2 separate regions of the Mus musculus genome follow, and region 2 is linked to region 1. A link is a contact called in public HiChIP or PLAC-seq data. All regions are on one chromosome and are shown on one strand. The core of a region is the stretch at or near the end of the contact, and the rest is flanking DNA. Distances in the headings are between cores, read along the strand shown. Region 1 holds the start of Abhd12b (abhydrolase domain containing 12B). Region 2 holds the start of Pygl (liver glycogen phosphorylase).

Region 1 (5,796 bases), core at 867-3,366:
TCTTAACTGCTGAGCCATCTCTCCATCTCAAATGATTTTTTTCTTTTAATTATGCCAAGTCAGATTGGAGATTCTAGACTCTGACTTCTAAATGTGCCGTTTGAAGGGGGGAGAGAGGAGCATGGTAGGGCATGGCTGTCATTTCAATACTTGGCGGTAGAGGCAGTGGGAGGATCAGGAGTTCAAGCCTAGCCTGAAAATAAGGAAACTGGTATGTGTGTCTGTCTGTCTGTTTGTCTGTCTAGGGTGTCTAGGGTGGAGAATGTCTCTCCCAGGGCACTGATGTACAAATCTTACCAAGAAGAGAATGCCCTAATTTTCAGCTATAGAGACTTTGCTGATCATTTCAAACATTTCCCCAGAAGTTGGGCTTCGTCTTGCTCAACTAAAGGGCAGGCCCCAGTTCTCTCAACCTGGAAATAAAATTTGGGATCCTTCGAGGCTAACTGGTCTTCGCCCCCTCCTTCCTCACGCTCTTGGGTCTCTTCAGAGCTCTCCGGTCCAGAGGCTCATCAGCGGTGCCTTGCACAAGGTCTCTGAAATTCCAGACCATCCACCTTTGTGGCCAGCTCCTGGGGTGGGATCCTAAGAACATTTCCCATCAGCAGGTGTGGCCCTGATAATTCTCACTGGCAGCCGCCTCACCTATCAGGCATGTAAGGCCAAGAATGAGAGAGCTGTCAAACAGCTGACACGGACTGGGCCTAATCTGATTGCTCTGATCTTGATGTGAATCAGAAAGTGGACACCCTGCAGATGGCCCTGTCAGCACAGGCCCTGTAATCTCACCTACTCTTGAGGCCAAGGCAGAGAGAGCAAAAGTTAAAGTTCTGCAAGGGATGCAGTGAACTCAAGGTCCGCCGGAGTCACTTAGTGAGGGTCTTATCTCAAGCTTTAGACATAAAGCTGTAGACATAAAGGGGGTGAGGGATATCGCTCATTGGGAGAGTGCTTGCTCTGGCACAGGGAAAGCAGAGGGTCAATCTGGGTTCTGCCCCTGAAATGAGCATGGTCAGAGCGATTAAAAGAGGAAACAGAGACTCTGTCCTTGCCAATTCTATGAAATGAAATCACACACTTATTGACTGCTGTCTTTTTTTCTGAAAGGGTCCATTTCCCCCAGTGGAAGAGTCCCCTGCACCAGGGCTTCACAGTCAAAGCCTACTGAGGACCCACACGGGGGGGGGGGGGGGGGGGCGGGGGCGGGGGCGGGGAAAGTACATTTGGCTTCAGGGCATGATGCGCTTTGCTCTGGGAGGAAGCCTGGATGCTGGCATCACATTGCATCTTTTTTTTCTCCTCATCCCCACCCTTTAGCCTGATGGCTTCTGTGAGGCAGCTCTGGCAGGCCTGTGGCTCTTGCTCTTAGGAGAAAGCTTCAGGAATATAACTTGTACCAGGTAGCAGCTGGCTCAGGTGTCCACTAACCTTGGCAGGAGAATAGGCTCTGCTATATACTGATAATAAGGAAACAAAACATCAAAAAGATCTTCATTTTGGATACATGAAGTCATTGTGTAGCTCATAATTCCTTGGCCCGAAGGGTGTTTACATAAATCATATATTATTTCATGTTTATGTGTTTTGCCTGCATGTGGATCTGTCTGAACACTACTTTCATGCCTAGTGCCCACAAAGGATCTGGATCTGGAATTATAGACTATGTGCTATTGCCTGCAAAAGCAATGAGTGCCTTTGACCACTAAGCAGTTTTTTTTTCCCAGTCTTTCAACTGTTTCTTAAACAAAGGGAACCAAAGAAATTCTTGTGACAGCAATGGCAGGCAGATCTTATAAAGCCGTGCCTAGAAAACTACTGTCAAGATTTTAAGAGTTTTTACTTTATTCTGTGGGCCTAGCAAGGGAAGCATCTGCCAAAGCTCATAGGGATATTTAATGAAAAGCAATGAGAATGAAACAAATGGATACATAGTTATATCTATGTATCAATGCATTTCTATTCATCACCTGCTTGTCTGGGTATGAGACCAACCAGGGAGGAAGCCCCAGCCTCTGCAATGGGTGTGACCTTAGGTAGGTGGCCAAGTTTTCCTCTGGGTAGAGGAAGGGGGCGGAGCAAGAGCAGCAGGGGAGGAGAGGGTAAGCCTGGTCCCTGGAAGCCTGTGGCAGCTCCCTCAGCAGTGGAGGCACCTCAGGATGGACGCTAGGGACTGTGATGCAGCCTCGGAGCCAGGGCCCCCTCCCTGTTCCTCTGTGACCTCCTGGTGGGCTATGGTCCTGAGGAACCTGAGGTGAGTGTGCTTGATGGGTCATCACCTAAAATAGCTCCCTTGTCCAGTTTTAGGCATGGTTAGGCAGTTGCTGGGGCTACCCTGTCCAAGACCTGTCCATGGTTCTCCTAGGTCTGGAGGACACTGAAGCTTTAGGGCTGGTTTTGGGGTCGGGGGACTTTGTGGCTTGCACATTCTTGCTAACTCCTGGGTTATTGAAGATAGCATTACCCCAGCATTCAATTCCTACCGAGACCAGAGAGGCCAGAAGGTTTGACTTTTCAGGAAGGTATGAGAGCGTTGGAAAGGAGGCTCCAAAAAGTTTCTCTTATCTGTTCAATTTACAACTCTACCGAATGAATTTAAATATTACTAATAACAGAGGCAGCCAAAAACTTATGGTGTGCTGTAATCGGAGGTGCAATCTTTGTAGGTCAAAGACCTGTGTAGGTGGAAAAGAGTCCTGGCTCTTCAGGTATGGGTTTGCAGGTGTGTATTTAAAGGACTGGCTGAACTTCTGGGGGTATTGGAATCACTTTGTATATATGGGGTTACTTATGTAAATTCTTAACATTCTTTATGCCTGAAAATGTCTGTTTATCATTGTGGCTTGTTTGTTTGTTTGTTTTGGTTTTTCGAGACAGGGTTTCTCTGTGTAGCCCTGGCTGTCCTGGAACTTACTCTGTAGACCAGGCTGGCCTCAAACTCAGAAATCCGCCTGCCTCTGCCTCCCAAGTGCTGGGATTAAAGGCATGCACCACCACGCCCGGCTTTGTTTGTTTTTAAATATTGTCTCCCATCGAGTCAATGGTCAGTCATCCTCGGTCTTGTTGGCCTTGGAGCTAGGTCCTGGGTGTGAGGCAGTGGACTCAGGAGGTGTGTGTATCCCGTTTAGTTTGTTGAATTGGTATTCTTGTTACGTTTCTTGTTTCTGTTTCATTTTATTTTGTGTTAGTTACAAGTACTCTCTGGCCACAGCTACACACTGGAGGTGTCACTTTGGAATGTCCCAGGGATGATGACGAACAGGGAATCTTTGCTGTCTTATCCCCCACCCCACCCCACCCCACCCCCCGCCCCCAGCCAGGTATAGAGGTTGGAGAGTGGGTGGCATCGCGTCGCTCCAGTTACCTACACTTTACCCCTTGACATGAGAAACATCCCCCACCCCCAGTTCTCTATAACACCAGTGGTTGATGGTTTAGCCCTCACTAGGCAGAAAAGAGCATCTCTTAGGTAGATAGTCAAAGCTACAGTTCACAGTCCTGGAGAGCCAGCCATTTTGCTGAAAACAGTTGTTGATAAAATTGTCTGCTGCATGCATCACTAATTAGTAAAAAGCAAGTCTCCCTAGACTCAAGAAATGCTTCCCCAAAGAATGGCCTACTGGTGCCTTTCTTTAACTGAGCAGAGGATTGTTGATCTAAAGTGAGTCGGGCTGAGGCACAGACCCAGTTCCAGCACCTAGTCTTTTGCTGCTGCTTTGAGCCAAGGGAGTTTGGATTCACCAGTGTTCCCAGGGCGCTGACCTTGCTCAGCCCCATATAGCACTGCACCTAAAGTGATGTGGTGTGAGGCAGGAGGCCACTTCATCAAGCACTATCTGCAGCGACAGAGTTTTAGTATTGTCCTAGTTTGCTTTCTTTCACTGTGATGAAACACCACGACCAACAGCAAATTGAGGAGGTAAGGGTTTATTTTATCTTACAGCTTACAGTCTATCATGATGAGAAGTTAGGTAGGAACAAACTCAAGGTGGGAACCTGGAAGCAGGAGCTGAAACAGAGGCCATGGAGGAATGCTGCTTTCTGACTTGCTCATCCTACTTTTAAAAGTATATAGGCCTACTTGCCCACTTGCCTAGTGATCTATCTGGGCCTTGCCACATCAGTCATTACTGATCAAGAAAATGCCCCACATAGTTGTTTACAGGCAATCATAATGAAGTTACTTTCTTAACTGAAGTTCCTCTTTCTAGTAACTCTAGCCAGTGTCAAGTTTCCTAAAATAGGAAAATGTAAAATATCCCCAGGAAAGATACCGAGAGGAGGAAGGTTGGCAATCAGGCACATCAGTGGACAGCTAGAAGTGACTGCACGACAGTCAGGCATTTTTTCAGCCAGCTCTTGAGGGACCTAGCAATCAGACAAGTTACCTCTAGCAGCCCAACAGGCGTTCCTGTGTCTGTCCCTTGGCACATGGCCCATGTCTCATGTGCCCTTGCACATGCACCACGGGCTCAATAAAAGCCTTGGTTTCCTTAGTCCCCTTTCTCTTCTCCCCCCCTCCAGGAGGCTGCTTCTATTATCCTTCCCAATAAACCCCCCACGTGAGACCTGCTACACGCTATGATTTGTTTGGGACTCACTGAGTAGTTCTAACAAAGCCTAAAGGCTGTTTTCCTCCTAGCTTGGCCAGTGAACTAAGTCATCATATTTTTGCATCAATGGGAGTAAAGAAAATGGGCAAAAATCCCTGTACTTGCAGAACTCACGTTGATTAATTTTCAACTATAGTTAAAGCATAAATAAGTTAAAGGATGAAGACCTCACGTCCCCACTGCCTCCTTCATTGCTACTTTTTCCCTTATAAAGAAAATGTATCTGTCAGCCTTCACCATATGGGTCAGCAGATACTGACTGGGCTTGACCCTGTGCTAGGCAGAGAGGGCTATCAAAGAAGCTGTGCTGTGCTACATGGTTCTCGAGACCTGGCACATAGTGGAGAAGATGGGCAACCAAGGGCCATTCTGAATCTCTGCTCCTGAGTGGGAAGGGTAGAAAGGAAAAGGGGCAGAGCCATGGAGGAAAGGTCGATGTGTACAAGCATTGTCAGCAAGAAATACCTGTGTGCATGGAGGATGCAAAGAGATGGGTCCTGCTGGAGAGGGTATAGCCCGGTACTCCTTGATCAGCACACGGGATGGAGTTACAATATGTCTTAGTATTTGGGATAGTTGTCTGGCTGAATATCATTTGATCTGGTTTCCCAAAAGCTGGCTTGTGGGCGCTCTGGACAGGAATGGGTTGCTCCACATAAGCTCCAGCGAGTTTTCACTAGGAAGAATCACCCAGCAAGGTCCTCTGGCCCCTTTGAGGCACCCTGTGTTTGCAGCTGTGGGGCTGATCAAAAGGCAGGTGAAAGAACACCCAGGTTCCAAGGTGGCTGTTTGATGTGGCCAGCCTATAGCCAGGACAGTGGCCGGAAACTGTCTCCCCTGCTCAAATCAGGTCTGTTAGCCACTGGTGACTTTTGATCCTCTGCTGATCTATGGGAAGTCAAATTGACAGCCCCCTCATTAAAAGAAGCACCTTTGCATTATTGATGTGGGGGGTCAGGCCATTCTCTTCTTTTCCTGCAGAGGCTCTCACTGAAGTGCCTTGAGCTATTTGAGAAAAGGGTCCTGTATAAATTATTCCTTTAAAAAGAAAGAAAAAAAAGGAAGAAATGCCCCTGCTCCCCAAGCAGACAGACTTTCAAAAGGTAACTTAGCAGGAGACTACCCTGCCTACCTTCAAAAGATAACTTAGGGGGTGCCCAGAAGGCAAGGCAGGGATGCGGGATGC
Region 2 (5,796 bases), core at 1,832-4,331, 74 kb after region 1:
GACCTTTGTTTCCTTAATGTCCTATGGTCATTTATTGCATATTTGTAATGATAAAATATTTGAATATTTTCATTCACTTTGTAAACTACATGCACACACCACTCCTAATATTGTATGTATATTATACAAAAATACAAAAGGTTTCAAAAGATAGAATAAAGATGATACAACAATATTTTTTAAAAAGTTTTGTTTTTGTTTTGTTTTGTTTTGTTTTTTTAACATTGTTTCAAGCACTAACTGGAGGACCTGGGCATTGCTTTCTGGTTACCCTGTCAGGTGTTTAAAATGTGACAAAAAAAAAAAGCTGAGACTTGCAGGGCAGGCAGGAGTGGCACCTGGAGACCGGTTCTGGGAAGGGTACGTCAAGTGGAGGGTGAGCAGCGGGCGAGAGCTGGAAATGGGTAAGTAGGAGAGGAGGATGGGAAGGCGGATGCAGGCAGGTAATGGCTGAGAGGATGGAAGGGCAGGTTCACCTGGAAGATGACTTCAGCATGCTTAAGGACTATGCCAGGGTCTGCAGCCAACCTTAACAGAGTCAAGAGTCAAGATGTGTTGTTTTAGGAAGCTCAGCTGGACCCAGGCCTGGACTGCAATGGGACTACAGATGCAGTGCCTTTGGGAGCTGACAGAGAAGATGAAGATGTAACTGAAGTTACAGCTGGAAGCACGAAAGCATGCCGAACTGTAACCCAAAGCCACTGAATTTGACGACACAGAGGCTAGCCCAAAGCCATGAAACATAACTACCCAGAGGAGGACCTCTGGCAAAGAGGTGTATGCCTGTTAGCCATGGTAAGCCTCTGGCTGCTGGCTTACACTTCCAGGGAAGTGAGGTCATGGCTGAGAATCCCTTACAACAGACCTGTAGGCCCTCTCAGCTACGCAGAGGCTGGAAGAGAGTGGGAAGTTTGATGGGCAGTGCAGAAATTTGAAAGGGGAATATAAAAGAAAGTCAAAAGCTAAGACCAAGTTTTGGGCTGTAGCGACTGTCATGGTGGTGACACGGAGTCATTAAATTAAAAAAACACAGAGGGCAGGTCAGGATTTGAAGGAACGTGACTTGAGTTTCTGTGTGCTGAGTTTGAGGGGACAGGACGAGGCTTCAGTATCATTAAACCTTTGGCATGCTTCCACAGGGACTGGGCTAGGGAACAGGACTTGGTGACTTGTGGGCACACCAGGGAGCAAGGCTGGGGAAGGAGCTTGGGCACACCTCCTGGTTTTACCCAAGTTCTCTTCGAGGACTGTAACTGTCCAGTTTCCACAGAGACCATCATGCAGCAAACACTACGATCCTGCATGAAGTCAATTTTTAAGAACTTCCAAGCTCTTCTAAGAAGAGTTATGCAACATGTTTGCTGCTACTCTGCCCTTGTATAGGAAGGAAGAGTCAGGAGAAAAACTAACCATTGAACCAGGAAGATTACCCGTGGAGCAGAAACAACCTATCTCTCTGTGCTGGGATGCTAAATGCTACAGAGTAGCGGTTGCGTTTGTGTGTTTCCAAAATGTTGCTCCAACTCAGGCAAGTCCTGTACCACCTCTAAAAAATTCTAACTCAAGGTGCAGCTTGTTGTACGGATAAAAAGACACAGTCATGAATGTGGACCTGAAGTCTTTTCTAAGCAAAGGTTTAGAGTTGGAAGGATACAAATTAGCAGTTGTCCTGTTTGGGTAGCAGTCTGCTAGGCTCTTAGAACCACAGTATCTTACTATAGGAGTTTATCCCTCAGTCTTGGAAATTTCCTATAGTTCTCAGGCACAAATGGTAGAGATAGATTTTCTCGATGTTCTTATGTATTTAGAAACGCCTAAGTAGTAAGTATGTATCCGCATTTCCCATTGCCACCAGGGTCTGCTGTTCATCTTTTCCAACTTAACTCCAAAGCCAGTTTTTCCAGCTTTCTCTTCCAAAACATTCACCACACCATCCCCCATAAGGCTGCTGCCGCCTTGCACTCTCCCTGTCCGCTCCTCCCCAACCTTTCACATTAGCTCTGGTTCTCTTCCAAGACTGGTCATGATGGGGTGGTGTTCCTCCACATGTCCACCACCCCAGAGACTCCGCATTCTGGCCCTTGGTAGAAATAGGAGCTGGTTGCCTAAATGTGGTGTCCCCCACATCTCTGGGGCCTCCACAAGGCTTCTGGAAGGGAGAAGGGTGTTTTTACAGGGATAGCTTCAGGTGAGTCTCTTGGCAAGGCCCATCAGGCAGTCAGCACAAAGTTCAGGAACTGCAGTCTCCACTCGGTCTGGGCCCTGGGCCGGGACCTCCCCCATCTTTGTTGCACAGCTAAGCTAGGCAGCCCTGAGGCCTGGGCAGGGTCACTATTAGAGGAACTCTAAACTTCCCTCTCCTTTCCTTAAACACTAAGCTTGACCCTCTAAGGCTAGGCTTTTGTATGTTTTTGTTTTCTGTGCCCCTTCCCGGCCCCCTGGACCTGAGCGGATTGTCAGGGCCCCCGGAACCTGGACGGATCACATAGGAGGCGCAGGATCCCCCTTGGTTAAGTGCTGAGCAAACTCCATAGTTTGCTTAGTTCGCCAGAGAGGGAAGCGTGGGCTCTTGCCACCAGCTGGTCTCCGGATCTCACACCACAGTGGAGCCCTGAGGATGGCACACCGCTGTGGGGGAGGTGGAAGGGATGGCCGAGCCTATGTCCTGCTGCTGGCCTAGACTTCGAGACCAGGACAGGGAGTGGAGGGGAGGGGGGACAAACGCCCTTCGCCTGGTACCTTGGGACACTTGTCGTAGTAGTGCTGCTGTGTACGGATCCAGCGCCCCACCAGGTGGTCGCGCACTGTGTGCGCAAGGGCGAAGTAGTAGTCGCGGGGGGTGGCCACATTGCGGTCCTTGACCAGAGTGAAGTGCAGGTGACGGTTGAAACCCTTTTTCAGCTCGGCCACATTCTCTACGCCCACGATGCCTCGGATGCTGATCTGCCGTCGCTTCTCCTGGTCGGTCAGGGGCTTTGCCATGGTTGCGGGCGGAGGGAGCACAGAACGGTCTCCGGGCTGCAGGACTGGCCTCCTCCCTTCCTTACTTGCTGCTTTTGAGACGCTGGGGAGTTGGGGATCCGCCCCTCTCCGGGTTCCCGCCCACCCGTGGCTCCCAGAGTGACGCCCCCCCAGGGGGGCGTGGGAGCCCCAGGGCGGTGCTGCGGCTGCGGGCACCGCCCCTCGGCCGCTCCCAGAACGTCCAGGTCACGTAGTGCGCAAAGGCTCTGACCGCGTCTCTCGGTGTGGAAGGAGGCCTCGGCTGGCTCGCTTGTTGAGTTCCCAGTAAAGCCATTGCCTCTTCTCAGTGGGTTCCACGGTTGCTTCCCAGGGTGACATTGTAGGGTCAGTGTGATTTAACCCTGATTGCCCCGGTCTTGCTTCCCAGTTTTTAGGCATAGTACTATCCTGGGTTCTAAGGGGGCCTTGGTTGGTTGGTTTATTTATTTTTTTTCTGAGGACGCAGGACTGGGGTTTCTTGACTCCTAGGCCCAGGCTGGACTAACCCACAGTAGTTGGCCACAGTTGGTGTAAAAGTCAAGGGGTCTGTTGAGAAAGCTTTAGTCTCAGTGGGGGACAAGACTTCGTTCGATTTGAGACCCCTTGTTTGCACTGCTCTTTGACCAAATGAGGCATAAGGATAAGAGGGCGTGGGGGAAGGGGAGGGAGGGAGAAGGAGAGAGCACTCCAGGAACCAGTTGTCCCGTGTTCAGGAGACATACTGGTGTGTGATCTTTATACCAGATCCGAATGTGATGGTGTTTAAACTTTGGAAAGGTAAACATGAGGCATTTTAAGATGTCAATTTTTTTTTTCTCAAAATGTATGTACTGTACGCGTGTGTCCTCAAATGTGCACACAGACACGTAGTGGTCCAGGGTTGGTTCTCTCCTCTCGTGATGGTTGCTGGGATCGATCCAGAGCGGTCAAGCTTGGCAGCAGATGCCTTTACCTGCTGAGCCATCTAGAGGGTCCGTGTCAGCCTACCTGCCTGCCTTCTTTCCTTCCTGTCTATCACTCCTTTCCTTCTTTCTTTTCTTTCTTTTTTTCTTTCTAAACAAAGCTAACTATTAGAGGCCAGAGAAGGAGTTTGGTTACTTAATTCATATAAACCAGCTATTACCCTAAAAGTGAAAGTTTTACTGTCACAGATCTAACTGCGGTTTCAGATCCTGGTCCTTCCAGCTTCCAGGGTTTTGGCTCCAGCCTTTGGGGCAGATGAAAACTAAGTGGCTTCATGCAATGGCTTTGAGGACAGCATGGTCCTATGAGACAGGGTAAGGGTTGGATTTGATTGAGCCAGAGATACCCAGAGCTGAGAGTGAGTGCAGAGTTTGGTCAGAATGCTTGACTTAAAGCTAAGAGGCTGTGAGCATCCACTTCTGTATTTGCCAGGTATTGGCATAGCCTCACAAGAGATAGCGATATCAGGGTCCTGTCAGCAAAATCTCATCTATTGGGTGGAACACAGGACCCCTAAAGAAGGAGCTAGAGAAAGTACCCAAGGAGCTAAAGGGGTCTGCAACCCTATAGGAGGATCAACAATATGAACTAACCAGTACCCCCCAGAGCTGTGTCTCTAGTTGCATATGTAGCAGAGGATAGCCTAGTCAGCCATCAATGAGAGGAGAGGCCCTTGGTCTTGCGAAGATCATATGCCCCAGTACAGAAGAATGCCAGGGCCAGGAAGTGGGAGTGGGTGGGTTGGGGAGCAGGGCAGGTTGGGGGGAGAGTATAGGGGACTTTCGGGATAGCATTTGAAATGTAAATGAAGAAAACATCTAATAAAAAAATAAAACTAAGAGGCAAATGATGAAGTGGGAAGGAAATCCCAGTGAGCAGGTCCTTTGGCAGATTGCAAAACCTAGCTTTTTTTTCTTTTTAATTTTTTTAAAGTTATCATTTTTGAATTCTGTGGTAATGAGTCTTCATTGTGAACTTGACTGGAGTTGGAATAATGGAGTACCAGGCATGCCTCTGGGTAGTGATGGTGTTTTCAGAGATGAGGAAGGAAGACAGATGTTGAAGGTGGTTGGTGCCATTGGCACCGTCCTGTGGGAAAGGGTTCTGGAATGAGTAAAACAGGAGAAAGCAACAGTGCTCGCCCCTCTATGCTTCCTGACTGTGGTGCAACGTGGCCAGCCCCTCGTGCTGCCACCACCATGACTGCCCTGTTGTCATGGACGGTATCTAAACTGTTCAAACTTTGGAAGATTCCAAAGGCAAAGGCAATTTTCCAGTTTTGCTAGGGATGTCTTCGTGCAGGTGGGTCCTAGATCTCCTGTCTGTTGAAGGGCACAGGAGTCTTTCTGGGAGCAAGGATAACGATGGGTGCATTATTTTCTTGACTTGGTATCTAGTCAGTGAGCCCACCCTGTCCCTTGGGGTTGAACATTTCTTCGACATGGGCAAAAGGTAGATCTCATAACGCTTCAGTCATAGAGTGTGAGGAGGGACCGTGCCACCAACTGTGTTAAAGAGGCTATGGCCAGGCAGAGGCAATAACTTAGTGGGTAAAGTGCTGGCCATGCAAGCACAGAGACCTGAGGTGGAGCCATTGAACACAGAAAAGCTGGGCGGTGCAGAGTGTGTTGTAATCCTAGAGCTGAGGAGGCAAAGGCAGGAGATCCCTGGTATATTTGATGATCCTTAGAGTACTGAGAAAACCTGTCTTTAAAAGAAGAAAAACAAACAAACAAACAAACAAATAAACAAAAATCACCACCGCCAAAGCCAAACAAACCATGGCCCTCAAAGTGACTTCTGACCTACACATACACACATACACAAACACAC

Evidence for each region. HiChIP or PLAC-seq counts read pairs in DNA pulled down with a chosen protein or histone mark.
Region 2: a contact with region 1 is called in an H3K4me3 HiChIP or PLAC-seq map of bone marrow-derived macrophages, with 2.7 times the contacts expected there. The contact joins the promoter of Pygl here to the promoter of Abhd12b in region 1. A contact is called at or near these places in 3 of 39 promoter capture datasets (HPC-7-derived erythroid cells, macrophages and neural stem cells), 18 of 484 Hi-C or Micro-C datasets (the G1E-ER4 cell line, the HPC-7 cell line, the N1E-115 cell line and 12 more), 4 of 115 datasets of contacts at active chromatin or transcription factors (bone marrow-derived macrophages, embryonic stem cells and memory CD8 T cells) and 3 of 9 other capture datasets (adipose tissue, liver and pancreatic islet).

What each region holds. Positions count from the first base shown.
Region 1 is chr12:70,152,015-70,157,810 of GRCm38.p6, forward strand. It overlaps Abhd12b (abhydrolase domain containing 12B), which reads left to right and starts at 2,117. Exons shown (of 13, transcript NM_001195033.2): 1 at 2,117-2,251. The coding sequence starts at 2,157.
Region 2 is chr12:70,224,602-70,230,397 of GRCm38.p6, forward strand. Pygl (liver glycogen phosphorylase) reads right to left here and starts at 3,082. Exons shown (of 20, transcript NM_133198.2): 1 at 2,740-3,082. The coding sequence starts at 2,982. It overlaps F730035M05Rik (RIKEN cDNA F730035M05 gene), which reads left to right and starts at 3,240. Exons shown (of 5, transcript NR_045174.1): 1 at 3,240-3,777. Gm38467 (a long non-coding RNA gene) reads right to left here. Exons shown (of 3, transcript XR_381644.4): 3 at 4,751-5,052.